Regions from separate parts of the Scleropages formosus genome. Here region 1 is linked to region 2. Evidence: chromatin contacts called from public Hi-C data. All regions are on one chromosome and are shown on one strand. Each heading gives the region's core, a stretch centred on a gene start, on an enhancer-like site or on the middle of the called end of the contact. The rest is flanking DNA. Distances are from core to core; before and after follow the strand shown. Region 1 holds the start of LOC108930919 (probable carboxypeptidase X1). Region 2 holds the start of LOC108930915 (transcription factor COE3).

Evidence for each region. Hi-C and Micro-C count contacts between places; a contact is called where the count stands out from the background.
Region 1: a Hi-C map of muscle shows a contact between it and region 2, with 2.6 times the contacts expected there. The contact joins the promoter of LOC108930919 here to the promoter of LOC108930915 in region 2. A contact is called at or near these places in 2 of 2 Hi-C or Micro-C datasets (both in muscle).

The regions. Positions count from the first base shown.
Region 1 is chr5:17,252,072-17,256,889 of fSclFor1.1, forward strand. LOC108930919 (probable carboxypeptidase X1) reads left to right here and starts at 1,736. Exons shown (of 13, transcript XM_018746411.2): 1 at 1,736-2,213. The coding sequence starts at 1,868.
Region 2 is chr5:16,997,566-17,002,579 of fSclFor1.1, forward strand. It overlaps LOC108930915 (transcription factor COE3), which reads left to right and starts at 2,470. Exons shown (of 17, transcript XM_029252292.1): 1 at 2,470-2,547; 2 at 3,159-3,277. The coding sequence starts at 2,470.

The DNA.
Region 1 (4,818 bases), core at 486-2,985, 250 kb after region 2:
CAAAATGACACAAACAGAATGCAGCTATATTTGTACTGTAGTTTAATATTTGCAAGATTCTTAGGGATGCAAATTTTACAGCATTTTGACGAACCTCTGCCAACTATTGTGACGCTAATAATTTAATTTCCCCGCATATTTCACTCATAGACTAATTCGTCACGTCCCTCATGTCGCACCAGAAGGGACAAATAGAAGCAAACAACCCGTGTGGACATTTTCCAGCGCTCATACCGGACCAAATAACGATGTTTTCTTCTACTGTTATTATTTTATGTCTTTGCGTGTCCTTTATTATGGTGTTTTTATGGCTTTATGGGCGGTGATTACAATTAGCCGTTGGATTTGTGGAGTTCAATCCCCCATGTGGGAGCCATGTAGAGGATTCACTGAACCTGGGGGACCGCCGCCATTCATCCAAAGTTCCCACAACAAGGACACGTTTTTTTCCCCTCTCTTTTTTCCCTTTATTTCCTTTCCCCCTCTCCTTCAGAAAGTGAAAAACCGAGGTTAGATAGCTCGCACCCCTATCCGACCCCCTCTTGCAGGATAGGCTCCGGACCAGCGCTTCCCTGATGTAGGACTAGCGGTCAGACGCAGAGTTACTGAATACTGCGCATGTGCGCAAAAGCAATAACGCTTTCAAGGACTTTATTCGCGAACACAGTAAATATCGTAACGGGGGGTACATCCTAAACCCCTGTTTGTTTTTAACTCGCCCTTAAGGCCTTATTTCACTGAAACATACAGTACGATCTGCCCGAGTATGTGTATATATGAGGCATGTTAAATCTAAGGCTATGTAGATAAAGACATTTAAACCAGGTAACACCAACACAGATCCATGGCTGGATTATTCTGCCTTGGTTTTGAAAGAAGAGAAAAGTTTGAAGGACTTGAGGAGAAGCAAAACTGCGTTCCCGAGGGCAACAACGGGCCGCCGCGGTTCTGACACCACGGCGATGGGCCCACGTGTTGTCCTCTGGCGCCATCTAGCGGAGGACATGAACGCAACATGTCAATTTAAAACATGGTAAATTACACGGGATTCGTCACGATACTGCGCTCAAGGTCGGGTTAGTACAAACTCATAAATCTGACCTTTATATTTTGCGAATTCATGTTAAACTTCCGCAATAACATTATTATACGTATTCAACACTGACCAAACGTTTTCAGTATTTAAATAGTTCTATGCAGTGTTGCATGTGATGGCAAAGCTTTCAGTCATAATTATAGATTCTTGCGTTATTATTATTATTTCCCCTTGCTTAACTGACGCGTTTATTCAAAAGCGATTTTCAGTTTCACCGATTTATATTAACTGGATTGCGTATACAAGATTTTGAGTTGAATCTGCACTAAATGTGTGATTATCTCGGCTTGTGTTTATTGCGATGGGTTATAGTGAGATATTTATTCTTTCGGATACAGAATCTGGCACATTTCTTCCGCTGTCAATGTATCCTATTTAAGAATCCAACAATCCGCTTCATGTAAGGTGGCGCAGCGGGCAGAGCATAGGTGCCGCACAGATGACTGAATGATGTGAAAGTGTGCTGTCCGCTGATGATCCAGTGTGTACCCTGCCTCGGCCACGCGGTTATTGCCGATGGATGGATGGATGTACACTTCCTGTAGTGGAACGTAACGTTTAAACACGAGTGCCACCTTCCCTTTCCTCTCTTGCCTTCTTCTTACCTCCTAGTTTAAGTATTACGGTAAAATATATGAACGGGCCGTTCGGCAAGATCCCAATTGCGCTTCTTCTCGCAACATTACGGGGGAGATTTAATGGGATTTATCAGGGCTTGGAAACTTTATTGTACCGGTTGACTTTAACGCAGAGGCTCAGAGGAGCGGAGAAATGGCACGGCTTGGTGCGTCCCTTCTTCTCCTTATTTTTATGTTCGTTGTAAGCGATGCTCTCCCCACCAGTGATACCGTGACGGTCAATAATTCAGTGAGCGCCAATCCAGGTAGAAGCATCGCTGAGACGACCTCCAACCCGACTCGCGCAAGTTCTCCCCAAAGCACCGCTGAGAGCGCCGGCCGTCCCGCAGCCACAGCGCAGCCGAACGCATCCGCCACCGCGAAGCCCCCAGGGACCGGGCCGTCTCTGGGCTTCCACACTGAAGACCTGGACGAGAGCATCGACAAAAGTGTGGAGAAGAAAGTCTGGAGCAAAGAGAACGAGGAGCCCGAGGAACAAGGTGAGGTTTGTGCACTCACCTGAGAGGTGTCAGATCTCCCCCTCCTCCAGGAACCTCCTGTAGCCTACGCTGTAATTAATTAATTGTCAAAGTCACGTGTCCTCTCTTCCGGACCATTGTTATGCAAATTAGGTCACTTGCGCTAAAGGTGAGCGGATGGGGAGTGATGTGTCTGGTGTGCTTCACACTGGTCGTGTCATGTAACTTATCACCGCTGCAGCTCGAGTATGCATGCATGCATGCATGCATGCAGTAAGGTGTGGATGTTTTACACTGGCTGCAAAATCATCTATTGCAGAGTGCAGTTTACCTTAGCAGCTGCTAAGGGGATGAACTCGCAACCTGAAGGTTTTGGGTTCAAGTCCCATTCCCCCATGTCTGCTGTGGTGCTCATGATAGAGGCACACACCCACTACCTATATAGTAAGAATAACCTGCTGTGTTACTTACTGTATTGGTAGTGGGTGTGTGCCTCTATCATGAGCACCACAGCAGACATGGGGAGTGGGACTTGAACCCAAGTCATGTGTGTGGAAGAGCATTCACAAGCCGTGCGCTCCGCTTGACACAAACCAACAAGTCTCCGCTGCCTCTGAGACCATTTGTATGGTTTGGCAGAATTGTTGTTTGAACACGGAAAATGCCGTGGGTTTCGTCCAGACCCCACTGTTTGCACAATCATGTTACTCTTGGCATTTCATGTTTTTGCACCCATCGCAGCTAGTAACTGTACTTAGGTTTATAGATACCGGTCCGTTCTGATCATATGAAATGATCCAGTTGTTTGCGTTCCATTGAACATCTTGGAGAGGCATCGAAGAAATAGTGCTGCTTACTGAGCACTTTTCCAAATTCTTGCCACTTAAAACCTATGCTGACATGCAACCCATGTGCATTCTGGGTGTAACAAGCTGCAATGTACACACTGACAATGCGGAATAAACTCAACTGTATGTGACGAATAGGAAATGAGTGTACTATTTTTAGTTTGGCATTTGTGCAATTATTTGTTCGTAAACCCTTTATTACAGAAGTTAATTGTAAGCATATTAATTCTAAGCCAGTGATGGTCTAAATAAAGTTAGAAAAATAGTTATGAGTGGAATAGATTGGATTTTCAATGCAATACAGCTTACTTATATTTTTAAACCTGGAGGGATATTCAGTAACAATTGAAATCCGTACATGGTCTTTACCACGCTGCGCATTTTTGGCAAAGCGATATTAACCTCTGAGTCAAAAAAGGAGCCACAATTATTTCTGCAGAATTTCCCCTTTCATGCGCAGCCAGCAGCCCAGCGTCATACACCACATCTGGTGCAGTTCCTTGATGCTGTTAGTTAGGCAGTCCCAGCTCTCCTGTTAAAACCTCCAGCTCTGCTACTTAAGAAAACCTTTCTTTTACAATCTTTTACTGCAAAAATCCTGAAAACAAGTTGGATAACATTCCTGATGTATTAGGGTAGAGGGGTGATGTCATCCTTCCCTTACTCAGCTTTTTCTGATGGAGCATTCCTTTAGATGTAGGTCCCCAACCTGACTCTACAGAGTCACTGCCATGTCAGCGATGTCACCTGACCTTTTACCCTATTTACACACTGTCAACCATAAGGTCATGACATCTCTTACTAGTGACCTTAACAGCAAACCAGCCAAATATGATCCTTTTCAGTTATTTTTCCACGAGTCTCTACTAAAACTTATTCCAGCAGCTGATCCAAGAATAATGCAACTAATTTGTGGCAACTGTGCCAAGTTACATGAGAAAAAAATGTGAACAGCACCATGACTGGAACCTTTCTATGAAATGCATCACAATCCAGTCATTCCAAGCTCTGATTTTTGTTACTCTCACCACCAATGGCTTTTGTCCTAATGGTCACTGGTAGCCAATATGGAACTAAACTACTACCTCTTGATTAAAGTAAACCTCTGTTTCACAAGGTGGTTTGCCTTCCATAGCCAGCTTAAGGTGGCGGTCTCCCAGGAGTGTCTTAAAGAAGGTAGGGAAGAAACCAACAAAGGTTTTGAAGAAACCTAGAGTCCAGCCCAAGAAGGTGAAGATCATTAGGAAAAGCAAGCAGGAGAACTCGGGGAAAGGCACCAGACCAGTGCAAAGAGTGACACAAGTGACACGTATGTATGGCGAGTGGCCATGACTTATACAGTATGAAAACTCAACTAGGGTCTAACCTCTTCGTTGGGTTTTGGTGGTTAAGTTAGTCATACTGTATATTTCATTTTAAAAAAGTAACTCTTGATTTCCGTTATTGTGTAAATGTGCGAGTGAATGAGTGTGTGTGTGTGTGTGTGTGTGTGTGTGTGTGTGTGTGTGTGTGTGTGTGTGTCTGTGGGCTCTACCTTGCCTTGCACCTTGTCTTTCAGCAATACTCTCTAGACCGCTGCGACCCTGCATCTGGCAAACAGTTGATAACGGATGGATGGATATATGATTCATGAGTTGTTTGTATTATTTTACTACTTTTACCTATTCCGTTCAAATAGCTGTACCTTGCTCACAGGTACTACAGCTATGCCCCTCAAAGGGCTTGAACAAACAACCTCCAGGTCATAAGTCAATTTTCATAAGTTACTTTACCCACTG
Region 2 (5,014 bases), core at 1,220-3,719:
CGTCCTCCTCCGCGCGCCCTTCGGAGGGCTCTCTCGCGCTCTCACTCCAGCCAATTATTAGCGCTTTGGGGTCGTCTTTGAACGCCCGTCTGTCGCCTTTTCCGGGTGAGTCGTTCGCACCGGAGACAGCGCTGCCAAAAACACCCCGGGACACTGTCATTTATGTATGTATGTATGTATCATATGTTACACACACATACCGATCACATTCAAGCCATTAAATGCAAATTTTGCAGCAATCAATAAATTAATGTTATGGATTTAGTTTCAAGCAGGACGTCATCATAATTATTATTCTTATTATTCTTATTATTCTTATTATTATTATTATTATTATTATTATTATTCCCTATTGATTCTGTAGCGATATTGTTGGAATAGACCCAGTGCAAAACTTAGTTATTGAATTAGTGAAGTTAATTCGCGGCTGTCATTCACTTTGTTCAAGGAATTAAAGAGAGTTGTCAAGACTGCATCGTTTGCTGCAAATTGACTCACTTAATGTAATAAACTGATGAAATGAGTACAATTTGCTTTTTTTTCCATTACTCTGAAATTTATGTCACGTAATAGAGTTTGCACTGAAAGACATGTAAAAATATTTGAACATGTGCAAATATTCACAGTGACCAGCGAGCGTATGGTGGTCCGTGAAAAAGCAAACCTGACTTGGTCAGGGTTGGAACAGCAGCGACGCGGTCAGATTTTAAAGATAGTGGCAATTTTACATGTTCTGAAAGGTAAATATGCTCTTCTGTGTTGCTCATCAAAGTGAGGAGAAAAGTGCAGCTCAGTTTGTCTTCTTTGGACAAAATGATGAGGGTGTCGGCGGCTCTTTTAACGCGAAACGGCGAATAAATACGTTAAAAACACATGAGACAAAGTATAAGACTGTTTAATTGTTGAATTATTGATTTGAATTGTTCACTCGAATGGTAAAACCCCCTCTCTCGATGTCAGCGATTTACATATAGATGTATCAGTAAATAAACCTCCCCGTGTTTGTTAATTATGACCTGTATCTGTTTTAACCTAATTTGCTATAATTAAAAAAAAAGAGGATTTGCACTTAAAATCCGTTTCTTCCAGACATTTTCGCTGTTCCCGTGGGAGCGTTTTTGAGCGCCGAAGTAGGGAAGGATACAGCTTTATAAATATTTAATTCAGATTTCTTTTGCAGTTTTTCCAATTAAGGATAAAGTATTGCCCTTTGATGGTGTACGAATTTGTATCCAGTCTCTTTCATGACATTTATTTCTTTGGGAAGTCTGAATTCCTTAAACTAAAAATCAAGATACGAACAAAGTCTTAATAATAATAATAATAGTAATAATAATAATAATAATAATAATAATAATAATAATAACAATAAATTAACAGAGAAAGAATAACAGCTACATTACAGTTGTCGTTCCAGGTGAATCCTCATTTTAACTCAGTGTTTGTCACTATATCAGAATTTTACAGATGTTGCCCTTGTTACAGATGAAAACTTAATTACTGCATAATTTTGAAGCGGCGCGTGCCTGGGCTGAACGTAAAGGAGTTACAGAGCTCCTTGAAAATGTAAAGTGATTTGCATAAACTCGCTGTATTGTTTCAACCAGTGTATCCAGAAGGTAAAAAAACTGTTTTGGATGAGAGAGACAGTTTAAGGAATTGCTGCACAAATGACACAAACAGCATTGCTGGACTTCTTTATAACTCATGACATCCTTTAACAACCAAGCATTACTGCGCCTGCTGCTTGCTGAAGAAGCGAAAACGCGGCACTTTGCCGTATATGATTATAAACGAAGTGAAATGATATGATGGATGTATAATAAAATGCTGTGGGTGTTACAGTATGATCGATCTACTGCTTTAGTAAACCAAAGACACCAGTCTTAACGGATGCAAAGGAAAAGCACCAGCTGTGACATCAATACAAACACTCATCTAAAATCTGAGCGCAGCACGAAATCAACATATTGTGCGTAACTGACAACGTTGATGACGTTTATTGACACAATTGCCTTTACTTTGATATCCATCATTTTACACTGTGAGGATCCGAAGCGTCACTCTGCTTATTTTTCACCATTTCCAACACAGTTTATCGTTCATGCTTTGAAGCACGCGTTCCTAAAATGCTCCCTGACACTTGCTCGACGCAAAGACACTCGCAGTGGACTAAGATATTATCTTTAAAGCGCACATGAACATTCAGGGCGCGCTCCCAACCCCGTCTACACAGGGTCTTTCCGGATTTTTTTGCGGCGAATTTAAAAAAAATGACGCAAGCTTTCGCCGCAGCCAATGGGGAGCGAGGGGCGGGGCCGCCATGCAAATACGAGGTCCTTTTATGGGATTGTCTCCGCCCTGTGCCAGGTCCGCGGCGGTGCCCCCCGGGAGCCCGGAGCCTCGGAGCCCGGGAGAAGGTGCGCTCCGCTGGGACGCAGGAGCCATAAAGAGACGGGGAGGGAGGGGATGAGATTTCTCGCTACCCAATCCCCCTTTCCCCCAGGGAGAGTCAGCCTTCCCCGGTCCATCCCTGTCTCTTGTTCCGTAATCATTTCATTTTACTCCTTTTTGAAGCGCTCGCCTGTTTTATCCCACTTTTCGTTGCACAATCCCGTGCGCGCGTGTCCGCCTCCTTCTTCTTCTTCTCCTTCTTCCCCTTCATCTTCTTCTTCTTCTGAGCAACTTCGGCGACTCCTCTCGTCCTCCCCGCACCGAGAAGCTCTTCAAGATCCCGGCTGATGCTGAAGAGCCTCCTGTGTGATCCTCTGAGATGCTCCCCGGTTCCTGCGCTCGCCTTCCCGTCCCCTCGAGCTCCATGTGAGGACGGCGCACCCTGAGCATCTTGAGCATCCCGAGCATCCATCCTCTCAACTTGGTCTGGGATCTAAAATAAAGAGGGAAACCCAGAGGGATCCGGAGCTCGTCTTTGGATAAGGACCTTCGTCGCTTCCCCCCCTTCGCTGCAGCACTTCTTCACTTCGGGGAAGATTTTTTTCCTACTCCCCCACCCCCGTTTCAGCTGGTTTTGTTAATCCAGGTGGCCTTGTTTCTTGTTTTTGGAGATTTGAAGGAGGATTATTCAAGTTTGAGTTGGTGTTAAGGAAGATCTCCTCCTCCCCCCTCCCCGAAGGCTCGTTCTCATGTTCTCCATCCAGGACAGCCTCCCGCGGGGGGCTCTGACCATGAAGGAAGAGCCCCTGAGCAGCGGCATGACACCGGTCCGCTCGTGGATGCAGAGCGCGGGGATCCTGGACGCCAACACGGCGGCGCAGAGGTAACGCGGGGTGCGCGCGGAGGGATGCGCGCGCGCGCGCGGGGATGCGGGAGGTGCGGGCTGCTGATGGAGGAAGCGGCCCGAGCAAAACGCGGAGCGACGCTGCTGTGCGGGGTTTGAGCGCAGAGCCGAGCCGAGCCGAGCGGAGCCGAGCCGAGCCGAGCCGAGCCGAGCCTGCGCTTATCGCTCATACATCGCGGGCGATCCGGGCGCTAAAAATGAATGTACTTTCTTCATGTAGTAACAGTAACAAAGCAAAGGGCAGCGGGGAGTGCAGTGCTTAAGGTTGTCACCGCTGAAGGTTGCTGGTTCGAGTCCTGCTCCTCCTGCTTAGTTTCCTCCAGGTGCTCAACATGATCTCATACAGTGAGAATACTCTGCTGTACAATGCCATGGGTAAATGGTTGCAAAGTTCATCTAACAGTGAAAGTCACCTCGAACAAAGGTGTCAACTACGTAACAGTCAATAATATAATAATAACAACACTAATGATGATGATAGTAACAATATATTCAGGAAGGCATAAGATGAATTTAAAATGATAGTAGAAAAATGTAGCCAAAATAATCATGCATGCTTACATTTACTAAAGTGAATTTACGTGAAGTATTTTCTGACATAAAAATGACAAATAAGGCGCAATTTCTTCTTCGTACGTTTTTATAAGCCGTTATCTCCGTTTTTATTAAAATGCACGACTTATGGTTTACGATCATGGTGGCGCGGCGCTCCTTCTGGGTTTCGCAGAAATACTCGTGCGACAAACTTTGAAAGCATGTGTTTGACTTTATTTCCTGCAATTTCGCCGGAAAGTTGTCGAGCCCTGCGGTGCGCGCTCCCGGAACGCGGGTTCGACGGCAGATCGGTGGGGCTGGTCGGGACGGCGCATTTTGGGCAGAAGTTACAGGTTCCTCGTTGCGATCAGTGATCACCTCCCGGGGACAACAAAGTAATCCCGTTACCTCACGTGCTCCAAATATACAATATTTATAGGGCTACATTTAAAACATATATCAACACTGTTTTAAACTTACTAAGATTTGGTACTCAGGTTCACAACTTTGAGTAAAATATTTTCTGTGAGTGAAGATTTCACTTTCTTACAAAAATGAGTGCACTATTTACAGTATCTAATTATATAACTTAAGTTTAGCGGGATAAAACAAAATATATTAACACTGTTCAGTTACTTGTGATTTATTTTTCGCAAAGTAAATTGCAGGCTGCTTTCTGTTAGCGCCTCTCTTTGTCAGTGTGTGTGTGTCTGTATGTGTGTGTGTGTGTGTGTGTGTGTGTGCATTAAACAGATTATTCATCGTAAACACGTCGTAGCCTGGCCCTGCTAAATGAAAAAAAACAGGGTACCACAATTTTGTACCTTACATGATCCCCGTTGTTCTTCATAATGGCAGTGGTATAATGAAAATAATAGAAAGTCAACTGAATTCATTTGAAAAATAATAACTGTTCTATATAATCATTATTTTTCAAAGACGATACAAGACAAAATCTTTGAATTACAACTTTAAAGTAATTTTAACGTTGCGTCTTAGTTGCTTTAAAAACAGTTTGTACACTGATTTAACTGTGTATTTCTCTTTTGTGTTACCTCAGATTTCATTTCGTACCCTTCGTCGTTTCCAGTTTTAAAAATGCAATCTACGAGAAATAATTTTCAAATATTGATTTCACGTTTGGGTAAGTTGCCAATATGCCAATATTTCATATCTGCAATA